Regions from separate parts of the Rattus norvegicus genome. Here region 1 is linked to region 2. The links are chromatin contacts, called in public Hi-C maps. All regions are on one chromosome and are shown on one strand. The core of a region is the stretch at or near the end of the contact, and the rest is flanking DNA. Distances in the headings are between cores, read along the strand shown.

Region 1 (6,999 bases), core at 3,428-5,927, 320 kb after region 2:
TAGAACCCAAGACCACCACCCAGGGACGGCACCACCCACAATGGGCTGGGTCCTCCCTGCCTTGATACTAGTTGAGAAAAGCCTTACCATTGGGTCTATGAAGTCATTTCCTCAACAGAGGTTCCTTTCTCTGTGATAACTTCAGTTAGTGTCAAGCTGACACACAAAACCAGTCAGTACACAGTCTATGTTTATCCATAGTGTTAATTGACTGTTTATCATGAAAAACAGATGCATACCAACTTCTCAGGGTGGATCGGAAATTTTGCAGGAAGGAGTGTCCAGGAAGGGAAGCTTATTGGCTAAACCCTCAGGGCCTCAAGGTACCTCATTAGCATGGAGAAATCACTTTTGACCTACCAGGAGAAAGTGGTCTTGTGTTCTAGGCCAGGAATCTAGCAGGGAGCAGGGAGGCACCTACCGTCTCAGACAGGCTCTACCTTACCAAGTTTCCTGGCATGGTGCATGGTCCACTGTCCCACACACAGTGAGACCTTGCCTCAAGTAATACCAACTACAACATTCTACTATAAATACCTACTACATTCATGTAAAATACAGTATTTAAAATCTGGCCCCAAATTTGTTGTCATACAAGTATCAGGCACATAAAACCACAGGTGTTAACACATTTCAGTGACTGTGTGCCAAGAATGAAGTATAGTGAACTTTGGCCTATTTCTGATACGGTACTTAGGCCTCCTGGGAGTAAAGGTAACGTCTACTAACTTTTAGCTGGAATTCAAAGCGTGAGTGGACGGATAACTTCCTCTCCCTGAAGGCTATTAGCTGTTACCAACATCAGCTCTGTTCCTACTGTTCCCACCCACCATTTGAACTTTTCTCTCCTATTGTACATCTTCTTCTCAGATATTCTTGGGCACATAAATCCCTCACTGTGAGCATAACTATAGTTTCCTGCAAACTATTAGACTGCAAAGGCAAACTTCTTACGATGTACCTTAGTCCTGCGGGACTCACGGGAAGGGCAATACTATTTATTTTTAAGGGTTTATTTCTATCTTACATTCATGGATGCTTTGCCTGTACGTATGTATATGTGCACCATGTGCAAGCAATGTCTATGGAGGCCAGAAGAGGGCAATGGAGTCCCTAGAACTGGAACCACAAACCTTTCCGAGCTGTCGCGTGGGTGCAAGGAACCAGACAGGAGTCCTCTGCCAGAGCAGCGAGTGCTCCTAACAGCTGAGCAATCTCTCCAGCTTTGACTCAGGAATATTTTACAGTAGACACCCAGTAAAAACAACTTAAACTAGACTCAATATGAAGGCTCTTCCAAGCAAGCTGTTTACTTCATCTCACAGACAAAGCAGACATTAGTAACTGTGGCAGAGCTGGGAAGGAAGGGGAAGGGATCAACCCTGACTTGTCCAGCTGTGTTTTTGGAACTACACTGAGGAACTCTACAAGGCTGCCGCTCAGAGGCGGAAGGCTTTAAAGCCTCCCCTCCAGGTGTATGCCCAGGACTGCACAGAGGTGAGTTCCACCCAGAGGGGAAAGCCATTTTTTTTCACAACTCCAGGCTTCCAAACCGAATAAAGCAGATAGAAGGAAAAAAAATGCAGCTTCTCATTTAGGAAGAGAGAAAGAATAGACTTTTAGGTGAAAATACTTGTTTTTCGATGTTCTCCATCAAACCGAGGTTCTGCTAATGGGCAGGTATCATTCCCAACCCCGAAACGCTCCACAGCAATGGGTCTGTGATGCATGCACCTTCATCCGCCTGCCTCCTCCATCCCTTAGCACTGGGATTGCAGGTATAAGCCATGTCTGGCTCCCTTCATGTTATTTCTAACACAGTAGAAAAAAAATGCTGCAAACAATTAACAATACAGTCAGTCCAGATGTAACTGTGTTGGCCAACCCAAAGATCAAACTCTACAAAAACGTTTTCCCAGGAGACTAACTCTTACAAATGGTTTGAGGGTGAAATTTGGACCACCCACAAAACAAAGAGGCACACACAAATCGCATCAATCTCACATCACCGTTCTCTAATGGGAGGACTACTACCTGAGACACGACATAGGACAGTCAAATAAAAGTCCTGAGGCCATGGTCTTCAAGCCCAGTCTTGCACCAGACTCCCAGAGATCAAAACAGTCACTCCTATGGAAGCTACCCAAACTGAAACTAAGTTATCTGACCTTCAGAAAAACCAAAGACAACCTGATTTCCCCAGCAGGCCATTTCAATCCACGAAACAAATTCTCTCCCCTCTGTGAGTTGCTAACCCCATCCTGAAGTGATATGATGTGGAACTAGCTGTTTTTCTATTGACTTCTCCCAGTTTCCACTTTGCAAGGGAAGTAACTTTTAGTCCACCAATCCCTTTCACCCTTTGTTTTCAGCCCTCTTCTGCCCCATAAAAGGAAGTTCCAAGCCCACTAATAGCAGTATTTTTCAGAGTCCCAAAATGAAAACTGAGACTTGTGATCCTAAGGAGAGAAGAGCAGGGCACCTCATCCTTCAGAACGACAGAGAATGGCAGGGCCTCAGGCTCAGGGCTTCTGGATCATACAGCTGTCTTGTTCTGGAGCTGGCAATTAAAGACACTACCTAAGCAGCCAGCTCTGCCTCTATCCAGACTGGGGGCATGTGGTGGGAGTTTATCAACAACATGAAAGGAATGCCTTCATTCCCTGCAACAGCCTACTCTATTTAAGGAATGTTTACATTGTAGTTACTTTGTGGTACTGGGAGGCAAAACCTGAGTCCAGCATCTGAAGAGGAACTGCTCTACCACAACGTCTGACTTTTTTGAGACAAGCTGCCCTTGAACTTCCAAACCTCCCCAACAGTTGGAGTTACAGTTCTGTTACTAGGCCTGGTGAGGCTGACCAAGGGCAAAGACTGGATGTGGAACCTCACACTATCCTATGTAACAGGTTACATCAGAGCTTAGCTATCCCAGAAAGTCTTAGAAAATGTCCTTTGAACACTAAAAGTGGGCTTGACTAGAGAAATTCAACAGTGAAAAATCTATTTTTAAAAGATCTTAAGCATGGCTCAGCGGTTAACAGTACTCACTGGCTGTTCTTCCAAAGGACCCATGTTTGATTCCCAGCACTCACATTTGTCTGACTCCAGTCCCGGGAGTTCAGAGCCCTCTCCTGGACCCCTTGGGCACCAGGCACAGATGTGGTAACCAGGCAAATACGCAGACAAAACATCCATACACATACACTTCAAAAACCCTAAGTGTATAAAAAGATGGCCCCTCACTGGCTTGTACTCCAGGCTGAAGGATACTGAGTTCAAGGCCAGTCTAGAGTACAGGAGACTTGATACAAATTTAGACTAAAAGCCCTTTTGCTTGATTCATTTCTTAGGCATTTCGGTAGGATTTTAAGCTAATTTCGTTTTACTTATTGGAAGAAACACTACGTTTTAATAAATATAGCAGGCAACGTTAATACACAATTATGAAATCTGATCATGGACATCCTGTAAATCATGATCGCCTATTAACAAATGCTGAGATGGTGAAAAGGAAGGCTAAAGATACACCTCCTCTCTTCTATCTTTCCAAAATTTCACCACCTCAGAAGTGTGCTCAGGATGTGTAGGTAAGAAAACGTCTAAGATCAGGTTTCATTTTCTCTCCCTAACAAAAGCTATGCAGAAGGCAATTACTCTCCATCAATCCTTCCAGGCTGCAGCTTCTTCCAGAAAATTCCAAGGAAAGTTAGTGAGGCATTCGCATTTCGATACGGATACCATCTTCCTCGCTAGTCACACTGAAATCCTTTACAACACTTAAACGTTTCTCTTGTATGGCTTTACGATGTACACGAGAAATAAACAAGCCTTTAAACCAGAAGACTACACACACACACACACACACACACACACAGAGAAAAACCCCAATCCACAGATCATCGAAACCAAATCAATATAAAAACAATTGCGTAAACAAACTTTGAGATGCGCATGCAACGACGTGGATGACTGAAGCCATTTCTCAACCCGACACCCCCTCCTCCCGGAAAGGCCCAGAACGCACCATCCGTGCAGGAAGCCGCTAGGGACCGCGACCCCCGGCGCTACGCAGTATCCGCACCGCACATCTATCCGGCGCATTCAGGGAGGCAAACCCAAGGTCACACAGGCCCGCGCCCGAGCCCCCCAGGCAGGGCGTCACCGCGGTGACCCGCCGCGGGGGTCCCGCCACGCCCCTCCCCCGCCGGGTTACGCAATGCCCCCGCCCCCGCCCCCCGCCCGGCACGGAACAAAGCGCGCGGGAAGCGGCCGCGGGGCTGGGGCAGGGACCCCGCAAGCGCCATGTTGGCGGGGGCGGCGGGGACCGGGCGGGGGCGACGAACAAAGGAACTCGCGCACGCCCGGGCCCCAGCCCGCCGCGCCCCGGCCCCACCGAGCCCGGCCGGCAGGGGGCGCTGAGGGGCGCCGCCCGCGGACAATGCGCCCGGGGCCCCGCGGGCTGTGCTCACCTGGGTACGCGCGCCGCGAGGCCCACTCGCTTTCCCCTCACAGCCCAGCACCCGGCCCCACACGCGTCTCACCTGTCGGCCACCGAGGCTGCCAACGGGGCCGCCGTGGCTCGCTCGTGCTCCCCGCCGGCCCAGCCCGAGCCAGACGGCGCCTCCCCACCCCCGCTCCTCGCCGCGGCCGCCGCCCGCCCCCTAGCCGCCACGGCGCACGCGCACTGCGCCCGCCGAACTGCGACGGCCGCGCCGCCCCGGCGCCCGGCGCCGCCGGACGCACTGCGCAGGCGCGAGTGGGAGGAGGGGCCTTGGGGCGAGGGCGGGGCCTGGCGCTGCTCACCTGGAGGGTGGGGCGCGCGCCCGTAGCTGCCAGGTACGCGCTGGGGAGCCACGGGCGGTACGCGCACCCGGGCCCTCTTAGAAGCGGAACAGGGTCGGGAAGACAAACACGAACGGAGAGTAACGGGCGTTGGCATTTACTCTTCAACGGGAGGACGGTTTCCAGGAACCGTCCTGCCTCTTTGTCCTGGGACCTTACGTCTGTCTCGGGCCTGGCTAGCTGCGGAGATGCATGAGGCTCGGTCACATGACCTTGCGCAGCGCAGGTGCGTTCTCGTCACTGCGGAGCAGCAGCTTTGGGCTGCAGGACGCGAGCCCTTTAAAAATATGGATAGACTCCCCATGCTCCCTTGAAGACACACCGCCTTACTGCACGCCGCACTGCGCAGAGGCCGAGGAACTAGGCTCAGCTTGCAAAGCTCAGGGCCTCCTGCGAACACCTGCCGCAAACACCCGGCCTTGGCCTAGCTGCAGCCGCTATTCTAGATCTCACCCCGGGCTCCTCGCGAGGCTGCAAGCCAGGACTTCCCACGATCGCACGTCAATCCGTGCGACTCTGGTTCCAGTTAAGATGCCTTTTGAGGACGTGTTTGGCTGTGGGCAAGGAGAGAGAGGAAACGTCCGGGATGGTTTGGATTGAGGGGAAGTCAAATGCGGGACCTGAAGGTTCGTCTTGGTCTGCATTCAGCCTGGCGCGCTCTGGTCTCCTACCCTCCTCTAGCCCAGTGTCTGGATCCAGGCGGTCACCGACCTGGTTCCTCGAGTGCCGTAGCACTGCCGCATTGTAATAAGCCTCCTGCCAGTGTGTTGCCAGGTCGAATTACGAGACGTTATTGGAAAGCCCTTTGCGCACTCCAAACCTGCAGCACGGTTGTTAGTTCGCTGAGCTCTTTGAGAGATTTCTCTGGCACCTTTTTTCTTTCAAAGTAAGATTGATATGTGCCTGCTCATATTAAAATGCTTGTCTCAGATGACATTCTTGGCAGGAGCAACATAGTCACAGACCGAAGAGAGGGCGAATTTCAGTAGAGACGCAGCCATCCTAGAGAGAATTGAGAGATGATTAGCTTTTGTTGTTGTGTTTAATGTTTGGTAGTGGAGGCTGACAGGAACAAGGAAGGGCGCGATGGGAAGGAGGCTGGAGTGACAGTACAGAACACTTCTGTTTCCTTGGTGATCCTCCTGGGCTTTTCTGTTCTCTAGAGGAACAGAACTTACAGAATGAATATATATGTACGGAAAGGGTATGTGTTAGAATACCTCACAGGCTGTGGTTCAGTTAATCGAACAATGACTGTCTAACAACAGAAGGTCCAGGGATTCAGTAGTTGTTCAGTCCCCAAAGCCGAATGTCTCGGCTGGTCTTCAGTATACGCTGGAATCTCAAGCAGGTTATAATGATAGTGAAGGAATGGACTTGCTAGTGAGACAGAGAATAAACAGGCAAAGAGCAAAAGCTCCCTTATCCCATGTCATTTAAATAGGCTGCAAGCAAGCTTGCCCCAGATTAAAGGTATGTCTTCCCACTTCAAAAGAGCCACATTACAGGTGACTCTTTCCATCTCAAAAGGTCTGGGTTAAAGGCATTATCTTTTTGCCTCAAAGACCCCAATCAAATGATTTAATTAAGCAGAAATCTATCACTCGTGGGCCCAGTCATTGGGGTTTTAATTCCTGATGTAGGAAAGTTGACACCCAAAAGTAGCCTTCACATCCGCCTAGCTCTTACTGACATGGACCTGGTAACTTGAGCAAGAGAGTGTTGGGTTGTTTTGCTTGAAACAGGGTCTCGCTGTCTAGCCTGCCTAGAATGTGATAGGTTAGCCCAGGCAGGTAAGGTCTTCTGGGTAAGCCTCCTCAATGCCTGGCCACATGATAGGGTTTTAAGGATGACTGCCCTGGGCGCTGTAGGACATTTGGTGTCTTCCGTGGCTTCCACCCACCTGAGGCCACTTGCAGACCCTGCTGACCCATCAGACCCTTCAAACATTACCACACCCCCACCCTAACCCCACTCCTGGTTTAAATTTGCCTCTACTGATGGTTTCCAGCAACCTGTCAAAAATACATGGGCCACATTCTAGAGCTAAGAATGCCTAAACTGGATTCAGGGAGAGTTGGTTGTTTGGTTTTTGTTTTTAGGACAAGGTTTCATCTAGCCCAGGCTGGTCAGAATTTTATATAGCCAAAGACC
Region 2 (7,641 bases), core at 3,504-6,003:
GCAGGTGGCAGGCTAACTCTAGACAATGCTGCTGTCCTCATTATTAGGTACTGGAGTGCGTGCCTTTATCAGCGGGACGGCCACCCATGCACTTCTGATTCCAGAGCAGCCCCTCTGGCCCTCTGACTTAGACACTAAGACCACGTGGGTTTTTGCGTCCGTCCATACAGTCCCCAAAGCATGGAACAAGCGGTGTAGCTAGACGTTTTCTAGAAGATGCACCTCGTTATGTTTCTGTGACCGGCTCTTCTCCCAGCACACAGAATAACCACGGCTCGACGATTGAGAGAAGCAACCATTTTTAAATAGTTAATTGTTTCAGTGACTATAGATGTAAGTCTGTTGGCAATAAAAGCTACCGTGAAAAGTGTCTCTCATTTGCGTGAGGGAGGTCACGTCTGTGTGTGGGGGTGGGGTGCTGTAACGCACGTGTGGAAATCAGAGGACAACTTGTGGGGGGGGGCGGGGTTCTCCTTCTACCATGAGGGCCCTGGGGATCGAACTCAAGTTCAAACATCAAGTTTGGTGGCAGGCAGCATCGCCTTCTGAGCCATTCACCAGCCCTGGAGCTTGTAATGCCACGGAGAAGACAGGAAGATAGATTAAAGTCTTTCTCTACAAAATGGGTGTTCTGTTTTTCCTCACGGGGGGAAAAAAGGTAACTCGTCAGAACCGCTTGAAAGATTCATGCCAGCTTTGGCATCTGGAGCATAGATGGCCTTGGGCAGGTCAGAGGTGATAGACAGCGGGAAGGTGAAGTGGGGCTTTTTACTCCCAGTTCTAACAACTGTTATCAACAAAGACTCACACATGTGGGTCCTCTTCCTGTGGGATGCAGGTTAGGGGCTAAAACTTGACATTTGTAAAACAGGGAGCCAGTTCCGCTGGCTGCTCACGCTTGGTCATCTGCAGACACTGGCAAATGAAGGCCAGTCTCTGGTTGGATGACATTTTTACTTTTTAATTTTATAATTTCTTCTCGACAGAGAGGCTGTCACCATTCTCCAAATCATAGGATCTGCTGGGAAATGGCTCCCCCCGGGGATGCTCTGCCCTTATGTAAACGTCGTGTGTGGCAGTTTGTGTCTGTAATCCCGGAAGGAGGCACACCGATCCTGGGGGCTTGCCGGCCAGTCAATCTAGGCAAAGCCGGCAGCTTCAGGTTTAGTGAGAAATGCTGTCTCAAAAAACAAGAGGAAGAGCAATAGAGAGAGAGAGAGATCCAACATCAACCTCTGGCCTCCACTGCATGCACAACAGTGCACATATGCACGCGCAAACACACACACACACACACACACACACACACACACACACACACACACTCACCAAGATGGGTGAGGTTTATTCCTGAAACGCTGCGAGACCAGGTACTAGGAGAAAAGCAAGACCACTACACCCCCTGAGTGTCATTGCAGAACAGTAGAACATACCACACAGGCCTCCAGGATGGGTTTATATAAAGGCTTTTGGTTTTATTTATTATTAACAAACATAAACTGCAAGTAGTAAAGGTCACTCGCTACCTGGGGCAGGCCCCAGGGTCTCTGGCTTCTCTTGTTTCCGACCTTCGGGGTGAGGGTTTGGGTGCACTCGGTCTCAATGCTGTCTCGGTGGCTTAGCTAGGGAAAGGAGCGCACACTGGCGTCACGGATGATTGCTCCATTTGGCATACATCAAGTGAGTGCAATTAGGTCTTAGTGTATTTCTAATTTCAACTGCTCGACACTCTGTCATTCTACAAATGTCACCTCCTAGCTGGGGATGGTAGGTGTGGCCCTCTGCAAGGGCTGTTGAATGAAAGCAGACACAGGAGGATATAGAGAAGTCAGAGTCATGTACAATGTGTTATTAATATTAGTGACCCAGATCCATGGCCTCGAAGCATTCCGATTAGGGAAGAGCACGTCCTCAAGCCCCATTCATTTTCCACCTCAACTCCCCCACACACTGGCCTGTTATTTTCCCTCAGCCCAGCACTTGCATGCTTTCCTTTCCCAGAAATGCCTGGGTTTTTTGTCAACACCATGATGAGAGAATAAGTTATTTTCTCGGTGACGTAGAGAAGAGACAGATAGGCCAATGATCCAGCAGAATTCCCTGGCAGTGACCTATATCCACCAGGGGAAGTCTTTCGTTAGTCAGTCCATGGTTACCTAGGGCCCAGGAAAAGTGTCCCTAAGCAAGAGCAAATGCCATCAAGTAACCATTGAGAGAAAAATCATCTTTAAAAAGGTTGGTAGGTGTGTCTCTGATGCTAATCAACTTATGGGGAGCTCTGACATGAAGTTTCCCCGAGTGTGAGTCCTTCCAAAGACTGTTCTGGGAGCATGGGTGCTGGCTGCTCTCTCCAACATACCCACCTGTGTGTCCCGCGGGCAGAGTCCTTGGGGAGGGGATTTCAGAGGTGTCTTCTAAGCGTTTTCCTTACAGGATGGACAAAGGAACGCAGGTCCAAGCGGTGGAGCGCCCATCATATGGGCATGGGAATGGTTCTCTCTGAAGAGGGTGCAAAGAACCACATCACGCCTCCTAGCCTGGCGGATTCCTCTCACTGAAGGGTCCTGGTCAGGGTCCACAATTGAGGGAGACGAGAAGCTTTGCTGACAGCTTCAGCTCCTTGCCAGCAAAAGGTGGCGGCAAAGCTGACTGGCATCAAGCTTCTCTACACACGAATCAAGCTTCTCTACATGGAACTGAACTCAGTACCATACAGTTGAAGGGCTGGCTTGTGAATGTCACTGCTGGAAACTCTCTACATGCAGCAGACTGCCGTCCCCTGGAAGGGTGACCCACGGTGGAGAGCACCTTGCCTCTCCTCATGGGCTCTTCCTTCAGTGATGCCAGCATTTTGAGAGATCCTGGCTGGCTTTTCAGTGATTTTCAGAAATGCCTCAACGATCACATAATCTGGCTTTCAGATGTACTTAAGCTTATGGAAGGGACCCAAGAGGGAGGGACACGGGTATGTAAAGGTGAGACCCACACACCTGGGCTGCTCTTGGGTGAGGCTTTTTGAGAATAAGGAATACTTGAGTAACTTTTCACAGCCATGAGCTAGGACACCGGCACAAGGGCACCGGGAAAGGCGCACCACCTTATCACATGCTGAATCCGGTACAGCTGTGCCTGCAGGTTCGGACCAACCGTTACACAAGATGTGGGGGGACCAACACTTTGTAATGGGCTCCACCTGGGAAAACCTGGCATACACATTCTGTACAACACAGCAACGGACAGACACATACAGGAGCACCCATTCTATGAAAATTAATGTAGTGTGAAGATAGGAAGATTCCATCCCAAAGCGCATGTGCATAGCACATCACTACCTGCCCTCCCTGGACCGGGGAAATCGGCATCCAAAGGGAGTGGACAACGTCAGCAGCTTGGTACATTCAGAAGGATGGAGCCTGCAACCCATAAGGCACATCCATGTCCGGGCTGAAATGTATCGGTGTCTCCTTGGGTCTCCTCCTCAGGAGTTGGTGGCCACGTCAAGCAGACCTCCAGGGTCAAGATCTCTAAGGCCTCGCGTGGAAGCGAATGCGTGCAATAAATAGGTGTGGCTGCAGAGCTTGACCTGTGGAGACATTCACTTGCAGAGGACCCCATTCTGAAGCGACCTCGTTTTGTCAGTGACGCAGGAAGAGGTAGCCACATGGGGCAGGTCTTCCTTGACCTTTGGAGAGTGGCTGCTGCTGTTGTTACTGGAGCTTGATTTACTTCTGCTCGGGTCAAGAGCAGGCTGCATCGGGGAGGCCTGGGTCCCCTTGCCCTTGACCAGACAGCCGCACACCAACCGGAAGAAAGCACGCCGCATCTCTTTGCTGGCCAGCGTGTAGATGACAGGGTTCATGGCCGAGTTGAGGACAGCCAGCATGATGAACCACTGACTCTTGAAGAGGATGGAGCACTCCTTCGCCCTGCAGGCCACATCGATGAGGAAGAGGATGAAAAGGGGGGACCAACAGGCGATGAACACGCTCACCACGATCACTACGGTCCGCAGAAGGGCCATGGATCTCTCGGAGTTGTGGTTGGCCACCCTGCGGCTGCTGGACTTGACCAGGAAGTAGATGCGCGCGTACAAGATGACGATGGTCACCAGAATGGCTGTGAAGATGCTGATGAGAAAGGCAATGTATTTCTTGGAGTAGAGGGGCAAGATGGTAGAGCAGTCGGGAAAGTTCTCCAGGCAGTTCCAGCCCAGGATGGGCAGGGCACCCAGCGAGAAGGCAATTAGCCAGCACATCCCAATCAGAAGGAACACGCGGTGCTTCTTGTTGGCGTCGTACGGCCTCATCTTGATCATGGTCAGGTGCCGCTCAATGGCAATGGCCAATAAGCTGCATGTGGATGCGCCCAGGGCTACGAACATACTGCCCTCCCTGAGGAACCACACTGTTGGAGACAGGCTGAACGTCTTCCTACCGGACATCAGAATGTTGACCTTGTAGGCTATGCCGGCCAGCAGGTCGCAGAGAGCCAAGTTGCCGATGAAAAAGTACATGCGGTTATGAAATTTATTGTTTTTCCAGATGGCAATCAAAACCATCAGGTTCTCCAAGACGATGAAGCTACAGGTGACCAAGAAGAGGATGGTGGTGATGAGGGTGCTACCCTCAGGGGGGTCCCGCAGCCTGCCTGCCAGCTTCCCCACGTAATCATAATGTTCCCGGAGAGTATCATTCCCCAAGACTGGCGGGTGGCCCTGCGCATGCGTGGATGCCATGACTTCCTATAGACGGATGGTTACCTCAACAGTCCACGAGAGGGCGCGCCAGGAACGTTCATTTCAGGGGACAATTGGGACAGCGGTGGTGGGTTCCTGAAGGCGTGCAGCAGGCCTGACTGCAGCAAGAGTGTTGGAAACAGGCTCTGTAAGAAGATAAAAGCAGAAGGAACTTTGGATCAAGTGATCACCATTCAGCAACTCTAAGTGTGGAAAATGCTAACGCATTTGGAGGGTTGGTGTGTAGGGAGTGCTTGGAACGTAGGCCAAGTCTCTAAAAGACCAGGGGAAGGGGCCTGGAGCTGCCAGAGAAGAAACCTCAGAGTGTGAATCTGTGAATCTTGTAACCACGGAGCAGACTTGGAAATCTCCAGGCACCAGGAAAATACCGCGTTACTTCTCACCCACCACGTGGGAGCTGGTAAACCCCTATTCCCAGCTGTGGAGGGAATCGGATTTTTCTCGGGATGAGGAAAATCGAGGGAGGGAGGGTTAGAAGGAAGGCGGGAGAGGAGGGTGAAAAAGGAGGGGTGGAGAAACACAGTAAGGAAAACAGTGTTTGAAGGACTTCCGGGTCCTCCTTGATGAGGTTTGAAGCAGTACCATGAGAAGCACCTCATACTTCCTTGGGCTGATTCCTTTGGGGTCTGGATGGGCCTTTGGCCCACCTGGCAGAGAGCCCTAGAGCCTGACCTCAGAGGGAGGACAGGAAGAGCAGCCTGAGCGAGAACCCTGCGGCCACTGCCCTGAGCAGAGCCCAGGGAGGAAGGAATTGCTACCCGTCCTGGAAGCAGCGGCGGCTGAGGTTAAAGGAAGGGGAGAGGGTGGTGACATGAACTCCGAGTGTGGCTTGAAAGGCAGAAGTCTGGGCCAGGGAGTATGAATTGGCATGTTTACAACGCCTGGGCATAGAAGGAAGGTGATACTTGGGGGTTGCTTTGAAGGCCTTGAATGCAAACGCCAGACCCTGAACAAATAAGTGTGTGTGTACATGTGTGTGTGTGTGTGTGTGTGCGCACACATGTGTGTGTGCGTGCATAAGAGAGAATAAGCATGTGTGCCTGTGACACAAATGCATGCACGTGTGTTCCCATGTGTGTGACTGTACCTGAAGCCCATTGAACCCATGAAGCCACATTGGCAGGCCACTGAGTTCCAGGGATTCTCCTGTCTACCTGCCCACCACACTAGGATTACTGATGCATACCACCAAAGCTGCCTAGATGCTGGGGGATCCTGAACTCAATTTTCACTCATGCTTGCACGACAAGCACTTCACCAACTGAGCTGTCTCCCCCAGGTCCGCCCAGAGGGCTGTGAAGTGTTCACCTGGCTTACGTCTCCTCTCCACCCTTTGATTCATTCGTGATTCCGAAGCTCTGAGGAGAGCTTGATGCACATGGCCTACCATTCAGTTTTTATTGTAGTGGACACGCCTAGTTGTGCATCTTTGTGGGCGTGGCATGGTGACAGGTGTGTACTGTTGGTAACGATCACAGTCTAGCCATTAGCATTCTCAACTCCTTAAACATTTGCAAGTTTGAGGCCCGTATCTTTGTATGAACCCAAGCCAGCTCCCCGTGCTGCAGAAGTCTAGGACTGAATTCTCTGTCCAACTGGGCCTAACCTCTTTCTGTTCCTTCCAACTCCCTCTCTACGATCACTTATTTTAAATTAAAGTTACTGGATTTTTAAATTTCTAATGAGGTCCAAGTGAGGTGAGTTGAAAATAGCCCGCTCTGAGTACCCGCTGAGGATTTATTCAGTGTTTAAGCTCCCGGCCTAAATTTGGTTCCTAGACACATGGTCTAAGACAGTGGTCTAAGACACCACTTCCAATAGGGCCTTTATTCCCTGAAGGATACCAGGGGTTCCTCTATGGATGGTGCTATAGGGCTGAGAAGGGCAAGTGACTCCTGGGGAACTCTGCACCCCTTAGACCCCCTGGCAGCAGTGGGTTTTGTGTAAACCTTTTCTCTCTCTATCACTGGGGAGGCCTTAGCATTGGTGACATTGGGAAGAAGAGGCTGGTGGCTTCTCAGTAGAGGAACCTCCTAGTTTCCTGGCTTTTGGAGGTAATCTGCTGTTCCAGAATTCCCAGGAACTGCCTGAGTTGATGTCTACATTCTACCTGGAACCACCCTTAGCCTAGTCCAACTATTTGAGCTGCCTGGGACCATGGAGGGCTTGAGCTGAGGTCAGCCTCAGTGTCGCTGGCCAGTGGAAACTTTGCTATACCTTCTTTTAACTTCAGAGAGCGGCTCTGAGGATGAGACCCTGGTGATACAGAGAGGGCTCGCATCCTCTCACACCCAACCAAGCTCTTCACTGGGCTTCTAAAAGTTCTCCCCGAGGCAGGCGGGACAATTCTACAAGTCTCTTTCTACTCTGACCCCCCTCCCCCCTCTTCCTCCTCCTCCCATCATCATCATCATCACCACCACCATCATCATCGTCATCACCATCATCATCATCATCATCATCATCATCATCACCACCACCATCAGGTATCATGCAACCTAGCCTTACATGGGAGTTGCTATGATGATCTTGAAGTTCTGACCCCCCTGCCTCTGCCTCCTAAGGGCTGAGACCACAAGCTCAAACCACCACGGTGTTTCATGCGGTGTGTGGGGTCACTGAAGTCAAAGCCTCTCGGTTGCTAAGCCTCTCGGTTGCCAAGCAAACACTCTACTAACTGAGCTGTACACACTCCCAGCCCATGCCTCCTGATCTTAGCTTAAGTCTCATCTGTCTGTCAACCCCCACGTCACATTCTGCTCATCCTGTGGCACCGTCTAGGGTCAGGCCAGCCCCATGACCTTTCTCCAAGGCTGTCATCACTTTAAGGAAAATATTGCAAAAGTTCTCATTAGGAGACTAGGAAACCGTAAGCAGCCTCAGCT

What was found. Hi-C and Micro-C count contacts between places; a contact is called where the count stands out from the background.
Region 1: a contact with region 2 is called in a Hi-C map of Schwann cells, with 9 times the contacts expected there. The contact joins the promoter of Spin1 here to the enhancer-like site in region 2. A contact is called at or near these places in 5 of 12 Hi-C or Micro-C datasets (the A7r5 cell line, Schwann cells, frontal cortex and 2 more).

The regions. Positions count from the first base shown.
Region 1 is chr17:14,252,385-14,259,383 of GRCr8, forward strand. It overlaps Spin1 (spindlin 1), which reads right to left and starts at 4,678. Exons shown (of 6, transcript NM_001419143.1): 1 at 4,545-4,678.
Region 2 is chr17:13,931,323-13,938,963 of GRCr8, forward strand. S1pr3 (sphingosine-1-phosphate receptor 3) reads right to left here. Exons shown (of 2, transcript NM_001271143.1): 2 at 1,451-4,881. The coding sequence starts at 4,735. The coding sequence ends at 3,596. Among named protein-coding and RNA genes, the nearest start is that of S1pr3, 11 kb to the right of the region's middle. Within about 2 kb of position 4,754, at least 14 of the 93 cell types and tissues checked have an H3K27ac peak or open chromatin away from gene starts, as enhancers often do. A contact at or near this core is called in Schwann cells, where this site is marked.